Linked DNA regions of Mus musculus: region 2 is linked to region 1. A link is a contact called in public Hi-C data. All regions are on one chromosome and are shown on one strand. Each heading gives the region's core, a stretch centred on a gene start, on an enhancer-like site or on the middle of the called end of the contact. The rest is flanking DNA. Distances are from core to core; before and after follow the strand shown.

Region 1 (6,952 bases), core at 919-3,418:
AATTATTTTCTGAGGATGTAATCTATTGTTTCATTATCAAAAGCCCTTTCTGTGATGGAGAGAAGAGCCCTACGTGAGTTTAGAGAGTTGTTCTAGATTCCACCTTCTGGAGAGTCTTTTCTGGACTCAGTTACCTCTCACACACTCAGATCAACACAAATCAAAACATTTGGAGGTTTCTCTCTGGCTTTCACTAGAACCATTCCTCTTTGTAGCTCTCCCCTTTCTGTATTTTGCCATGCTGGCCTTTCTGAATGCTGGGCTCTTTAACCTTACAGTATAGCATGGAAACCACTTCCAGACTTTAAACCGGGGTGATGCTGAGAGTCCTTCTGTCTGTCCATCTGTCCGTCTCTAGGTGATTCTCTTCTTGGGCTGGCCTCTTTCTAGGAAGCACTGTCTCTTACTCTCAACATCTACTTATTGAAAGCATGCACAGTGCTGAGACTCCACTGTGGCCAGCCCCAGAGATGCACATCTATTTGACTTGGAAAGAATAGAAACTTGTCACAAAGTCATCATTTACAATTGAGAATTCAATGGTACGGGAAGAAGCAACTGAAACAGAAACAACCTTAGGGCTTCCGGTTCTAACTTTAACCCACTGCAGAGGATGTGTAAAGTTCTCCTGCGGTAATTACATTAACAAACCTTTAGTCTTTCACAGTTTTGGCCGCCACATTTTATGCACAGCAGTGAGTTGTCAGGCTCTGTGAACTTGGTTACAATTTCTGCTTCAGAAGGAATGGCTGTCAGGCCTAGATCCCTTTTCTCCTTGGGCTGTGTGAGAATATTTTTAGGCAAATTGGAAGAGAAAATAAGCCCCCTGCCCACACTGTAGTGAGTGGCCAGGTCAACCAAAGATGGAAACGTGCTGACCAGCCAGCAATTTTCCTTCGGAGACTGTATAATGAACAGTTAGAATTACTCAGTTACACAGTGACAGAAAAATAATTGCGAGCTTGAAGTACCCTGAATACCTGGAATTGAATTTTGCAATAAATCTTTAAAATAGTCACTCATGTTTGATTTCTTTATATGGTGTATAATGGCTTCTCCACTGAAATACAGGCGCCTTTGATTTTCCATCTTTCTATGATGCCTCTTTTAAAAATGACAATCTTGTCTTGTGGTACCCACAGGTTGGCACCGTGGGCTGACTTTGCACCCAGCAGCATCACAGCTTGGGACAGCCCTCCATGCTGCCAGCTGTTCTCTGCGGTCCTTGCTGCACACCACCATGCTCCTGGGAAGCCTGGCCAGCTCTTCTGGTGGCCCTTCTGACCTCTTTCACCCTTTTATTTTGGTTGTACGATGTAAGAACCATTGAGCGCTACACATTCATGTCATCTGTTTATACTTAAAAGAATAGTAGTGTACACTCAACTACTTTATGACAGATTTTATTTATGTAAAACCAGGCATCATAACATCTTAGGGCTTTAGGGGGCTATAGGCATTGTGTGTGTGTGTGTGTGTGTGTGTGTGTGTGTGTGTGTGTGTGGTGTTTGTGTGGGTGTGTGCATACATAGTATGTTCATGTAGATATCAATATAGGATGTCTTCCTGAGTTGCTTCTCCACCAATATTTTTTGAGATGGGGCCTCACACTGAACCTGGAGCTCAGGGATTTGGCAAGGCCAGCGGACTTGTAAGCTCCGACAGATGCTGCCGTCTCTGTCTCTACAGAGGGGGTGGTAGGCATGTGTCTACTGCACAGCAGGCTCTTTATTTACTTTTTAACTTTTTTATTGATTCTTTGTGACTTTCACATCGTGAACCCCGAGTCCCATTCATCTATCTCCCTGTCTCTGTATCTGCCTGCCCTTGGCCCTTGAAACCTCCTTCTCCCCAGCCCTCAAGAAAACAAAAAAGTAAAAACAGAAACAGAGAAAGAAAGAAAGAAAGAAAGAAAGAAAGAAAGAAAGAAAGAAAGAAAGAAAGAAAGAAAGGAAGGAAGGAAGGAAGGAAGGAAGGAAGGAAGGAAGGAAGGAAGGAAGGAAGGAAAGAAGGAAGATCTCGCCCTGCAAGCTGCAGTGTGTCATGGTGTATCACACTGTTGTGCCCTTTTGACTAAGCATCTTTACTTGCCAGTGTTTATGGAATGAGTCATTGGTCTGGTTCGAGGCACTATTGGTACTGGAGCCTCTCTGGGGTTCCTCTCAGTTATCAGCTTTGGATCTGTAGGACCGGCCTCTTTATGAGCTCCAGCAGTTCATACATGGGGTAGGCGTTGTGGTGTCAACTCCAAGCCCTGGACCTGGGCCTGGACGCTAGCTGAGTTGGTCAGCCCACCCGCTAACCTGAATTCACACCACAGGGACAAGCTCTCCAGCTCTGCTCCAGTAGCCCATCCAAAGTGCCACAACCAGAAAGAGGCAGGGTCAGCTCTGCACAGCCCTTGGGTCCCAGGCAGCAGCCCATACAGGGGACGTCTGCATGGCCTTTGGTGATAACATGGACATTGACACAGACCCCTGCTGCTACAGGACTCAGGCTACTCACATTGGGCTCCCCACCCTCAAGTCTCCAGTTCGGCTTCTCTTTCTCTCTAATCACACCATATACTTACACATCACCGTAGCTGCTGAGGTGAGTAGGCCATGAGGCTGACAGGCCTCTGAATGTCTTCCACCCACCCATGCTGTGTGGCATCAGACGGACCTTGCAGCAGGCTTTTTAATATGGTCAGGGGTGGGGGAGGGGCGGTGGTCTGAGCTCAGGTTCCCACAGTTCTGCATCGGACACTGACAGACAGAGCCCTCTGCCTAGCATTTAACACAGCAGTTGAGACAGAGAGTAGACAAACGCGTTTATAGATAAAGCCATGAGTTTAGGGAAGATGTAGCTTGTACCAAATAACTGGATTGACTTCGCAGTCAAGTTTCTATTGTGTTTGCAGTACTGTGGTTTCCCCACATTGGGCCTGTCCTGTGTGGTGACCCTGACCTAGGATCTTGGGCTTTTAGTCAGAGGGAAGGAAGCAGGCTGTGAACTGAGGTTGGAGTGTTTGGAATAATATAGGCCAGCTGACTGGATTCCTTGGCAGTGAATGGACAAGCGTAAAAGCAGGCTCTGTGCAGGATACTAGGGATACCTGGACAGACAGGACTAGACCCTGCAGGAAAGACGGTGCTGTGTGCTCACACACAGAAGAGAAATCTGCAAATCAACAAGGTAGGCAGAACAGCAGCTCTTGGTGAAAGGAGACACTGAAGGGGGTGATATTTATGCTAATGGGAGCATAAGGAGGGGCAAGGAAAAGCTTTGTCTTCATCAAAGAAAGTCGTTGCCAGGTAAGCAATCAGGGGACAGCAGGATATGGCGTGTGGCATAAATAAATAAATAAATAAATAAATAAATGGGTCAGAAATGAAATGCTGATAGAATAGGTGGGAAGTAATTTGTGAACGAATTTTTCTGCTCCTCAGAATGTAAGTGGTATTTCTGGGAGAGGTTTTGGGTGTCTTCCCTCACGTTTCCAATTACTAAAGCTAATTATTCACCTCATTTGCATCCTATCTCTAGGCAGGAGCTGGTGAGGGAGGGCCCAGGCCGGTGGATGTCTGTGGTTTGGGGAGGTGGGGGCTCTTGCTCGCTTAAAAAAAAATGAAGACAGTGCCGCTCTTGGAGGTTAAGCATTTTCAGACATATTGGGACAGAGTTTGCCCTCTCTGTTTCCCTTGGGGCTGGTAGATTCCAGATATTTGTTGTAAACAAGTAGTATAAAAAATGACAGGCTGGTAGATAGATGGATTTCATAGACATATAGGTGGATGTAAATAGTAGATGGGTGAAGAATAGGTAGGTGAGAGACCGTAGGAAGATAGGTAAAAATAATGATAAACACAGTTATAAAATATAATACAATGGGGCATGGGGGCTACCTGGTGGGCTCATGTCAAGGTGTCCCCTGAGAAATCACAGCATGCAGCAGATCTGGTATAAAGGAGGTTTATTTGGGGGAAGAGAGGGGAGTGAGGGTGTGGAGAAGGGACAGGGGTGACAGATGAGCAGAGCCATGAGGGCAGAGAAGCGGGGGCAGAGAGAAGGACAGAAAGGGGGAGAGAGAGAGACCGGCTGGAAACATGTGGGAACAGATAGTGACAGAACTGGGGTGGCAAGCTGTCCTTTTGTAGAACACCTGAAACTGGCCCGTGCAGGTGATGGCACAGGTACCTAAGAGGAGCCTAGTGGAATCACCTGTAAGCCAACACACACACAGGATAGATAGATAATAGACAGATGAGGGATGGGTAGATGACAGATATGTAAGACAGATATGTAGATGATGCATAGATTAATACATATTATATTTATATTATATATAATAATTAATATATTGAGTGATTTTACTATATTAATTTATTATATATTATAGATAGATAGATAGATAGATAGGTAGATGATAGATAGATTTACAGAGGTTTTTAGACAAATTCTAATAAGCTACACTAACCAGAGGCAGAAAACCAGCCCCTGCACTTTGCCCTTGACTACACAGTAGAAGCCATTCTGTAATATTCCATCTGAGGATGCTCTGAAGACCAGCCCTGCTGTAGGCCGGCACTCAACACCAGTGGCAATGATGACGTCTCATTACTGAAGAACTAACTTGGCTCCTTTCCTGTTCCAACAGTCCTTTGGTTTTCCCTAACTGAGCTGGCTAGAGGGTCAGGATGTTAATTTTTAGCGAGTGCTGTGCCTTCCTCTGCAGGTAGGACTACCAGCCTTCAACTCCTTCTGCTCTTGGGTGGGGAGACCCCAGACCACAGCAGCCTCTGTGCTTCCCTGTGCTCCAGGGAGTGACAGTCAGCAGCCAGAGGTCTGTGGCTCCCAGTGGTCAGAGGTCTGTGGCTCCCAGCGGCTTGCTGGGAGAGTACTGGGCTCAAACCTATCACCTAACTCCTTCAGGAGAACTGTCTGCCTTTTGCCAGCTTCTTAGTTTGTTTTTCCCAGAGTGGGAGAGAGGAAGAAAGAAGGGGGAGGAGGGGGGAGGACAGAGGGAGGGGAGAGGGAGGGAGGGGAGGGGGAGGGGAGGGGGAGGGGAGAGGGAGGGAGCAAACTCAACTAACTGGCAGGTGGGAATTGTAAAGAATCGAAATTATTTAATTTTGGTTTTGCACCTTTAGATGACACAGTGTGTTTGTCTGAGCTCCCTCACACAGTTTAGGAATTTTATCTTCAAGCTGACCTCAGACTCATGCTATGTACATCTGATTATCTTTATAGATTTTATTTAAAATGTGTGTGTGTGTGTGTGTGTGTGTGTGTGTGTGTTACTGGGGGTTGAACCCAGGGCTCTGTGCATGCCAGGCCAGACCTCCACCACAGACCACTGTCTCCAGTGTCGTTTTTATGGATTTTTTTTTTTAAGTGAGAAATGAGATGAAGGCATTTAAAATGCAGCCAGCCCACCTTTGTTTGAACTGGGAGCTTGCAATGTGTTTCCTTTGAACAACAGGCCATTTTCAAGTTTGTGAAAGTGGTGATGCTCCTCTGCTGGGTCTGGGGAGGCAGTGGTCCTGTCAGGGCTTGCCCATTCTTAAAGAAGACACAGAGTACAGCTGTATCTCTGCTATGTACCGGCTTCACCCAGAGTGACCTTCCCTGTCTGCACATAGGACCTGGGGACGGTATTCCTGTCTGATCCAGCCTAGTGCCAGGAGCAGCTGGGGGCCACTCCTCCAGTCCAGAGCTGGTGCAGTGATCCAGCTAGCCAGTCACACATTTTCCTGCTGCCCTGCCTTCCTTATCCATGGAAGTCAGAATGCAGGCTTCGGCCAAGCTTTCCCCTTATCCCATTCTCCTAGGGTAGCTTCTCCATGTGAGTCTGCCTCAAGACACTCCCTCTTGCCTCTAGATATCTGTGAGCTCTGAAACACTGGTTTTCCCCAAGCCTCCACTGTCTTCCCCTTGGCCTCAACTAACAATCTCACAATAGAACATGCAACACCAATCCAAAAAAAAAAAGCCATGGGCCGTTTCCTACCACTAAAATCCAGGGCCAGAATAATTATGCTATAAAACAGTAGCACAATCATTGGAGATGGGAGATAGATGATTTTATTAACAAATTAGAGAGCCAAAGTGTGGTTGCAGCTTGTTCTGAGCTGAATGCTGGTGTCCACGCCGGCTGGAAATGGTGTGTGTGGGGAGCCTTGTAAGGAATCCCAGAATGAACTCGGCTGCAGTTAATTACAGGTTATTCTCAGCAGACTCATTGTGCCATGCTAGACAATAGTTTTCTAATTCCTTTTCCTACAGGTATAATAATAGCCCTTGGGTTTCTGGAATATATTTAAGTATACATACATGTTCATTAGCCCGCGATTCACAGATCTAACCCAGTGTTCGGTGTCACCCCGTGCTAATTTTCCCTTGAGAATAACAAACTTAATAGGCTTGGTAGACTAAAAGCTACATAGCCGTCGCCTTACGCTTTCGAAGGATGGGTAGACAGGGTTTCACAGAACTGTAATCTAGGGGTGGATAGAGGAAGACCCTGCCCCCTAGTTGTCTCTCCTTCATCCTGCTCTGTACTGACCTAGTGCCTGTAATGGCTGAGGTTTCTATTTTACTGCTTCCTGCCAGCAGAGGGCGCTCCCTAAGAGCATGCCATACCTCCTTAACCACAATGGAACCCTCTCCAGAGGCCTTAAGAAGCTGGCTGTTATGCTGAAAGGAGTCTGATATGGCTGTCTCCTGAGAGGCCCTGCCAGAGCCGTACAAATACAGAGCCAGATGCTCGCAGCCAACCACTGGACTGAGCGCGGGGTCCCCAATAGAGGAGTTAGAGAAAGGACCGAAAAAAAAAAAAAAAAAAAAGAGAAAGGACCGAAGGAGTTGGAAGAGGTTTGCAACCCCACCGGAAGAACAACAATATCAACCAACCAGTCCCCTAAGAGCTCCCAGGGACTAAGCCATCAACAAAGGCATACACATGGCTCCA
Region 2 (7,541 bases), core at 1,256-3,755, 270 kb after region 1:
GCAACTGTATTGGCTCCTTTTCTTTGGATATGATAAATATACTATGGCCAAGGACAACTTGAGGACCAGAGAGTTTATCTTATATCATGGCTCCAGGGGGATAAGAAACCACTACGGCAGAGCAGAGACACAGAAGCAGCCTCAGGCACGGCAGCAGGAACAGGAAGCCGAGCATTCAAATCTTGAACTGTAAGCTCACAGAGAGCGTGAACTGAAATCAAAAGCTTCTGATCTCAAAGTCCACCCTCAGTGACACACTTCATCCAGCAAGACCACGCCCCCTAAACCTCCCAGAGAAGCGCCACCAAGCGGAGGCCAAATGTTCAAATGCTTGAGACTACGGACAACCACACAACTAAAGAAAGGAAGGGCCTGTTTTAGACGACACTGTGAAGACACAGTCTGTGATGGTGGAGAAGGCATGGGGGCAGGAGGGTGAGGCAGCAGGCCACGCTGTGTCTGTCGCAGGAAAACGGGGGCGGTGGGGAGGGGGAGAACGGGGTGGGGTGGGGAGAAGAAACCAATACTGGTACTTAGCGCTTCTCCTTTTTATTCTGTCCAGGACTCAACCCCAACTGATGGTGCGATCCACATTTAGAGTGAATCTTCCCACTTCAAGCAACTGAACCTTTGGATTCCCTTGCAGACATGCACAGAGGTTTGTTTCCATGGTGATTCTAAATCCCATCAAGTTGACAAATCAAGGTTAACCATTACGATGCCCCAGAGCCACAATCCTATCACACAATCAACCTGAACACTGGAGAAGAGATATGGTCTGGCTTTTTCCCCCTGTTAATGGAGTGCGTAAAGCTTAGACCTTTGCAGTCAGCACTCCACATGGGTGATTGAATCCCAGGGACATTGATGCTGTGATTGACAGTCGAAACACATCCACAGCCATGTGCTGTTGGCAGGAAATAGCATTAGCAATAGTGTTGTTGTTTAATTCTGAACATTCATGTGGAGACAGAACATGAACAAACACACACACACACACACATGGGCACATATGGGCACACATGTGTAAGCAAGTCACAGAGTAATTGAGAGCCAAGGCTTTGGAGTCAGATGGACTTGAGTGGGAGCCTTGGATTTTCTGCCTGTTGGCTCTGCAATTACGGAGACTTGCCCAACTGCTCTCAGCCTTATTTTTTCTCATCTATAAAAAGTCCAGGGCTATGCCAGCATTCCGTGGGTGCTCTGAGGACTCAAGGGATTAAATAAGAAGGAGGCACTAGTCATGGGGAGTGGGTGGTGGTGTGCTACTGATCACCCCTTAAAAGAGCCTCGAGTAACTTGGGGAATATAGGCTGGCACCTTCTATTTGCAGCTAGGATGTGGTGTGTGCTGCCCTGGAGGACAGGGCTATATAACTTCTCTGTGCTTGAGTTTCCCTAAGTGCAGGGTTGGTATGGCCCTAAAGTCTACTTCCTATGGTCCTCTAGAGAATCACATAAGTTAATCAATGCATAAAACACACAAGAGCACAGAGCCAAGCCTTGGTGCTCAATAGATCTTTGCTAGTACTATTACTATTATCCCAAAATATCTCAGAAGCATCCCTTCCTAACATCTTGCTTTGCAGAATTTCTTGCATCCAATCTGTTTCTTTCCTATCTAACAGATTGCAATTTTTTTTAATGGAAAAAAAAAGGAGAGTAGTATTCTAGGAAGAACAGGAGATAAAGGAGAATGCATGTGATTCACAACCAAGGAAGGGATTACCTAAAGAGATCAGGGGGTGTCTACAGCTGGACAAGAATAAAGACAAGGAGAAGAGCTACTGGGCCAGACTCAAGAGACTTAGACAACAGAAGGGCTGCAGTTAGGGGCAACACTTCACTGAGATCTCTGGTAGCTTTACACTCTCAGACGGAATTGAGCAAAAGAAACTCTGACCACTTTTCAAAATTAGAAACTTCACAAAAATAACCAGTATCCAACATGTACCAGAGAGACTGGTTTGGAAGACAGTTAAAGAAGACAAGATGGCGGGCGGTCTAAGTCCTCCACTCAGTGGAAGGCAAGCCATGATTAATCGGATTGGTAAAATAGTATAGGCATTGAACATGAGTTGAGAGCCAGGTCATTTGAATAGTTTCAGAAGTAGTGAGTTTAGTTTAACGATCTGGAAAAACCCTTCTCAATGTTGACTGTGAATGTAGACCACCCAGAATGCTTATTAAACATGCAGATTTTTTGGCACATGCCCGTAATGATTCTGCTTTAATGTGGAATTGAGAGCATGCAAGTTTTAACCGGTTCTTCTGGTATCTCTGACCTGCATCATTATCTATAATAGAGAGAGGATCCAGACTTTTGTGCAGACTTTGTCATAGTTCTGCAACCCCTGAGATAGAATGGCAATTCAAAATTGAGTGTTTGTTTTCTTGGAGAGAGAGTCCATATGTTCTAGATTTTCAAAGGGTTCAGACTGAAGGATATTTGTGGAATGTAAGGAGGATCCTGCAACTGGAGCCTACAATTACCAAGCTGAGGAAAATCAGCGAAGTAGAGTTCTGTAAATTGAGATGGTCATTCCTTCTCAAGAATAGGAAGAAGTAAGTATGTGTTCTATACTGAACTGAACTATTTGGACAACAGGAGGGAGAAGATGTGGTATAGTTGTCTCAGGGTGTGGGCACCCACCAGCTCCAGGACCTTCAATCTGTCTCTAGATGTGTAATTTACTACAAAAGATGTGTCCAGCAACTGGGACATGTGTAAGCAGAAGGATGCATCCTCAGACTTCTCTATGATGCTTAGCCTTCATGGAAAGTGACCAAAAGTCCAGGGCACAGGAGTGACTAGAGCTCTGGGTGCACAGGGAGGCCTTTCTGGGCCCCAGGTGTCTCCTCGACCTCCCTGATGCTCTCAAGCACTAAAGGAAGGCTTAATAACTGAAGATGGAAACATTAAATTAGAGCTGAGATTTCAAAATCAGGAAAGAGAAAGAAAGGGGAGGGAGGAAGTGTGCCACGGAGGAGCCAGGTAGGCAGGGGAGGGCAGAGGGGCATTAATCCTTCAATGGTGTGCCCTGCTATCCTCTGGCTGAGTCCAGTCAGACAGAAACAAGAGCCACAGAGCTAAGAGTAGGGAAGGGATGCATGCATCTCAGAAATGCACACTAACCAGCGTAAGTCAGTGGGCAGGACAGGGACCAGAGGATGTGGGCTGGCTGTGTGCACAAACAGAACTATTCTCTACAGAGCTCCTAGAACAAAGGAGTGGGGAGAAAGCCTTTCCACTCACACCCCGATCTCTGAACAAATCTAAGCATTCTTGAAAGACCGAACCTTGTCTCCTCGGATTGTACCTTGAAATCCTAACTCCGATGAGTCTGTCTGTGGAAGGAGAAAAGCAACAACGTGTTGACCCAAAAATCTATCTCTTTGACAGGAGAACTGCTTTGAGCTGAGGGTAACAATGCAGTAGAAAATGCAGGGAGCGCCCTCTACCCGCCTCTGCCTAAAGGCAGGGAAACCCGCCTCTCTGCTCCTTCTCTGTGGTGGTGGTGTGGGGAAAGCGCCCTACTCTTTCTTTTCTGCAAATGTGGGAAAGGCTGTCTACTTCCTCCTCTAGCCTGAAGCCTCTCTCTCCAGAGAGGGTTCCAGAGGGATCCACATCCAGGACCCACATCCATAACCCAGATTATGGTCTCATGGTTTCTCAGCCTTGGAGAGCTGAAGCCACTCTCTCACCTCTGCCATTTCTCCAGAATATTGTTATTCTTTTTAAAGATGAGCTGGAGGTCCAAACTGCCTCTTCAAACGATTCGCTAGCGGGCACCCCGTGTGTTGTAGGCTTGATATTCTTGTTGACAGACTTCTATTCCTTTTCCTCTTATCTGTCTTTTGTTATAGTCTCAGGCAAAATCTCGGAATGGTGGGGGTGTCCTCCTCTGTGAGAGATTGGGCCTTTGGTGGGCAATTAAGGTTTGCTATAGTTAGGATGTTTGAATCCTTCCAAAATCCCCGCTGGATCCTAACATTTGATTTGATAATAGGAAGAGACATGGACCTTTGAAAGGGGATTATGCTTTCAGGGCTCTGCTCTCAGGAGAGGGGCTGATGCCTGTGATGGTTCATCGACAATTCGATTAGTTAAAGTTTGTGTTGATAAAATAAAACACTATGACCAAAAGCAACTCGGGAGGAACAGGTTTATTTTCCCCTTATTATTACATCTTATAATCTTATAATATAGCAGAGGTCAGGGCTGGACCTCAAAGGCAGGAACCTGGAGTTAGGAACTGATGCAGAGGCCATGGAGGATACTGCTTGTTAGCCTGCTTCTCATGGCTTACTCAGCTTGTTTTCTTATGCAACGCAAGACCATCAGCTCAGGGGTGGCACCACCCATAATGAGCTGGGCCCTCCGACATCAACCACTAAATGCTCACAAGCATGTCTACGGGCTAATCTTATGGAGATTTTCTTTCTTTCTTTCTTTCTTTCTTTCTTTCTTTCTTTCTTTCTTTCTTTCTTTCTTTCTTTCCTTCCTTCCTTCCTTCCTTCCTTCCTTCCTTCCTTCCTTCCTTCCTTCCTTTCCTCCTCCTCCTCCTCCTCCTCCTCCTCCTCCTCCTTCTTCTTCTTCTTCTTCAATCTTGCCTCACGTTTATTTGTAAAAACAGCATAGGACACTGGTCATCTGCAAATAGTGTGTGGTGGTGTGTCACAGCAGTCCATCTGTCTTCATATGGGCAGAAGCCTTTTCTATGGTGCCTTCACAGGGGCCTGGGCACCTTTGGGAGCCTGGGCTGGAGCTGAAGCCTGGGTCTTAGCTGGAGCTTTGGCCTCTGCCTTGGTTTGAACCTTAGGCTTCGGTTGGCAGAGCCTTTGACCCTTGGCCATGTAGCGTAGAATCTGCTTCTCAAGTTTGGGGTGATCAATGAAAGCCAGGTGGCTGAGTTTGCGGCTGAGGCCCTTTGGCATCTTGGGATGGCCTCAGGCTTCACAAGGTCTCTGCATGTTCCCTCACTGCCTTTGCATTGTTGGCCTGCATCTTCTTCAGGCCTTTCTTCTTGTGCTTCTTGGCAAAGCGCATGTTTCTCAGGAACGTGGGGTCAACCCCCTAAGAGATTTGTATCTTTGTGACCAGGCTTTCTTGATGCCTTTTCTGCATCATTTTCAGGACTGGTTGTGTGTGGTGTGGTTCTTGAACTTGGCCACGTCTGCACGGTAACCCGCGGCTCCCACAGCACCTAGGTGACATTTTCTTAATTAAGGTTTCTTTTGCAAGATCATTCATGTCAAGTTGACAAAACAAAAACAAAAAGCAAAACCCGGACAATTAGATTAAGAATCTCGTAGGAGTTGGGCAGTGGTGGCGCACGGCTTTAATCCCAGCACTCGGGAGGCAGAGGCAGGCAGATTTCCGAGTTCGAGGCCAGCCTGGTCTACAGAATGAGTTCCAGGACAGCCAGGGTTAGACAGAGAAATCCTCTCAAAACAACAACAACAACAAAAATCACTTAGGAGACACACTTACATGTCCAAAGAGGAAGGGCTGACCCTGAAGAACCTATGGACCCTATTGACTGGAGTTCAGAACTGATTAAGAAAGAAAAGGAATGGAAAATCACCATTCATCTCTTCTTTCTAGCTATAGATAAAATGGGACGAGCCCTGTAGTCACAACTGGGGCTGCTTTTGATGCCACACTTCCCTAGTCACAATGGCCTGTACCCCCAAACCGTGAGCCACAGCGGACCCTTCCTTCTTTAAGTTGCTTTGTTTCCAGGCATTCTGTTACAGCGATGGAAAACATAACTTAAATAATGTCTTTATGAAAGAAGCTCAGAGCTGTCTGGTGCTTTGACCTGAAGGCAAAAACACTGTTACCTTTAGGGGGTGGGATGCAGCAACAGGCAGCAGAGAACAGCCTTTACCAGACACCTTGTCCACTGGTGCCTTGACTTCGAACCTTCCAGCCTCCAAACAGTGAGGAATGAATTCCTGTTCTTTATAGATAACAGGGATTATCATATTCTGCTACAGCAACAAAATGGTCTAAGACAAACTAAAGTGATGTCACCACATGGGTGATAAGATGAGTGATATCATAAGAAGGACACTGTGATGACAAGCATTAATTGTCGTCTTGACACAAACTAAAATTACCTGGGGAAAGAGTCTTCACAAGAGATCATTCATACATCCCCATCAGACTATTTGCATGTCTGATTGGGATAGTCTTGATTAGTTGATATGGGAAGATCCAGTCCACTGTGGGTGGCACCATTACCTAGGCTGGAGGAATCCTGACTGCATGAATGGGGAAATGAAACTGAGTACAAGCAGATAAGTAAAAATGAATGTATCTGTTTTTACTCTGCACTTGAATATATATATATATAATATAAAAAAACTTGGAACTCTGAGCTAAAACAAACCCTTCCCTCCCTAAGTTGTTTTCTATTGTGCTATTTATCACAGCAGCAGAAATCAAACAATAGAAACCAAAAATGCCTTCTCCCTTCCCACTTCTTGAGAGTAAAGGCTGTGGAGCAGATAGCTTCTAGGTGATCTGTAACCAGGGAAAGCCCTTCTCTAGACACCAATCCAGTCTGAACATCTTGAATTCCCAACCTCAAGATTTCGAGGAAGCAAACACCGCTGTTTAAGGCTCCCAGCCTGTGGCATTTTGTGGTGTCAACCTGAGTTGACGAAGGCAGCTGGAAATGCCCAAATAGAGGCTCAGAAGTAAGTGTGGAGAGCAGCTAGACATTGTCCAATGGCAAAGTGAGAGAAAATGAAGGGTCTTGCTGGCAAGCCTTCTAGCTAATTTTCTTGGAATTCAGAATCTTTCATTTTTAAAAAGAAAATCTATAAATAACTCTCAGCTTGGCAAAGCAAAAAGAGTCTTCTTTGATCCTCAGTGAAGATTCTGAGGTATTAGACAGGAATCAGCAATAATGGAGGACTTCAAGGCAGGAAGGCCCTGACTCCTACCACGGCAACAGCTAGGAGGTCAGAAAGGAGCTTCATGCTGATTAGTTTTAACTGCCAACCCAACGCCAGCCAGAATCACCTGGAAAATGAATCTTAATGAGGAGTTCCGTAGATAATATTAGCTTGTGGGCATGTCTATCAATGGTTGCCTAGATAGTGAATTAATGTAGGAAGACCCCGCCCACTGTGGGCAGTGCATTCCCTAGGCAGGGCTCCTGAGGTGTATAAGAGAGAAGAGATGGAGCTGAGAGCACGCAAGTGATGATTCGTGTATTTATTTTCTCTTTGTCCCTTGATGCTTGTGGACCAAGCTTGTGGATGTGATCCTTTGAGTTTTTGGCTTGACTTTCCAAAAATAATGGACTGTAACCTTAATTTGTAAGCTAAAAATATCCCTTTCTTCCCTAGGTTGAGTTTGGTCAGGGTATTTTATTACAGGAACACAAAAAGGCCCTGTGAGAGAGGTGATTAATTTCTACACTAGCCCTTAGCTGGGCCACCCACTCCATCATTGCTTCAAATTCTATGGCAGCCCTGCTGAGTGAGGGCAGCCTCCCCAAGACATGAGTTGGCTGAAACCTGTTT

What was found. Hi-C and Micro-C count contacts between places; a contact is called where the count stands out from the background.
Region 2: a Hi-C map of CD8 T cells shows a contact between it and region 1, with 2.6 times the contacts expected there. The contact joins two enhancer-like sites. A contact is called at or near these places in 33 of 484 Hi-C or Micro-C datasets (CD4 T cells, CD8 T cells, DN3 thymocytes and 24 more) and 9 of 115 datasets of contacts at active chromatin or transcription factors (CD8 T cells, double positive thymocytes, embryonic basal ganglia and 4 more).

Annotation. Positions count from the first base shown.
Region 1 is chr1:88,450,288-88,457,239 of GRCm38.p6, forward strand. The region is part of intron 1 of Gm29538 (predicted gene 29538); the gene reads right to left. Among named protein-coding and RNA genes, the nearest start is that of Gm28888, 6.4 kb to the right of the region's middle. Within about 2 kb of position 2,169, at least 25 of the 459 cell types and tissues checked have an H3K27ac peak or open chromatin away from gene starts, as enhancers often do. A contact at or near this core is called in CD8 T cells, where this site is marked.
Region 2 is chr1:88,717,651-88,725,191 of GRCm38.p6, forward strand. No RefSeq gene overlaps it. Among named protein-coding and RNA genes, the nearest start is that of Arl4c, 19 kb to the left of the region's middle. Within about 2 kb of position 2,506, at least 19 of the 459 cell types and tissues checked have an H3K27ac peak or open chromatin away from gene starts, as enhancers often do. A contact at or near this core is called in CD8 T cells, where this site is marked.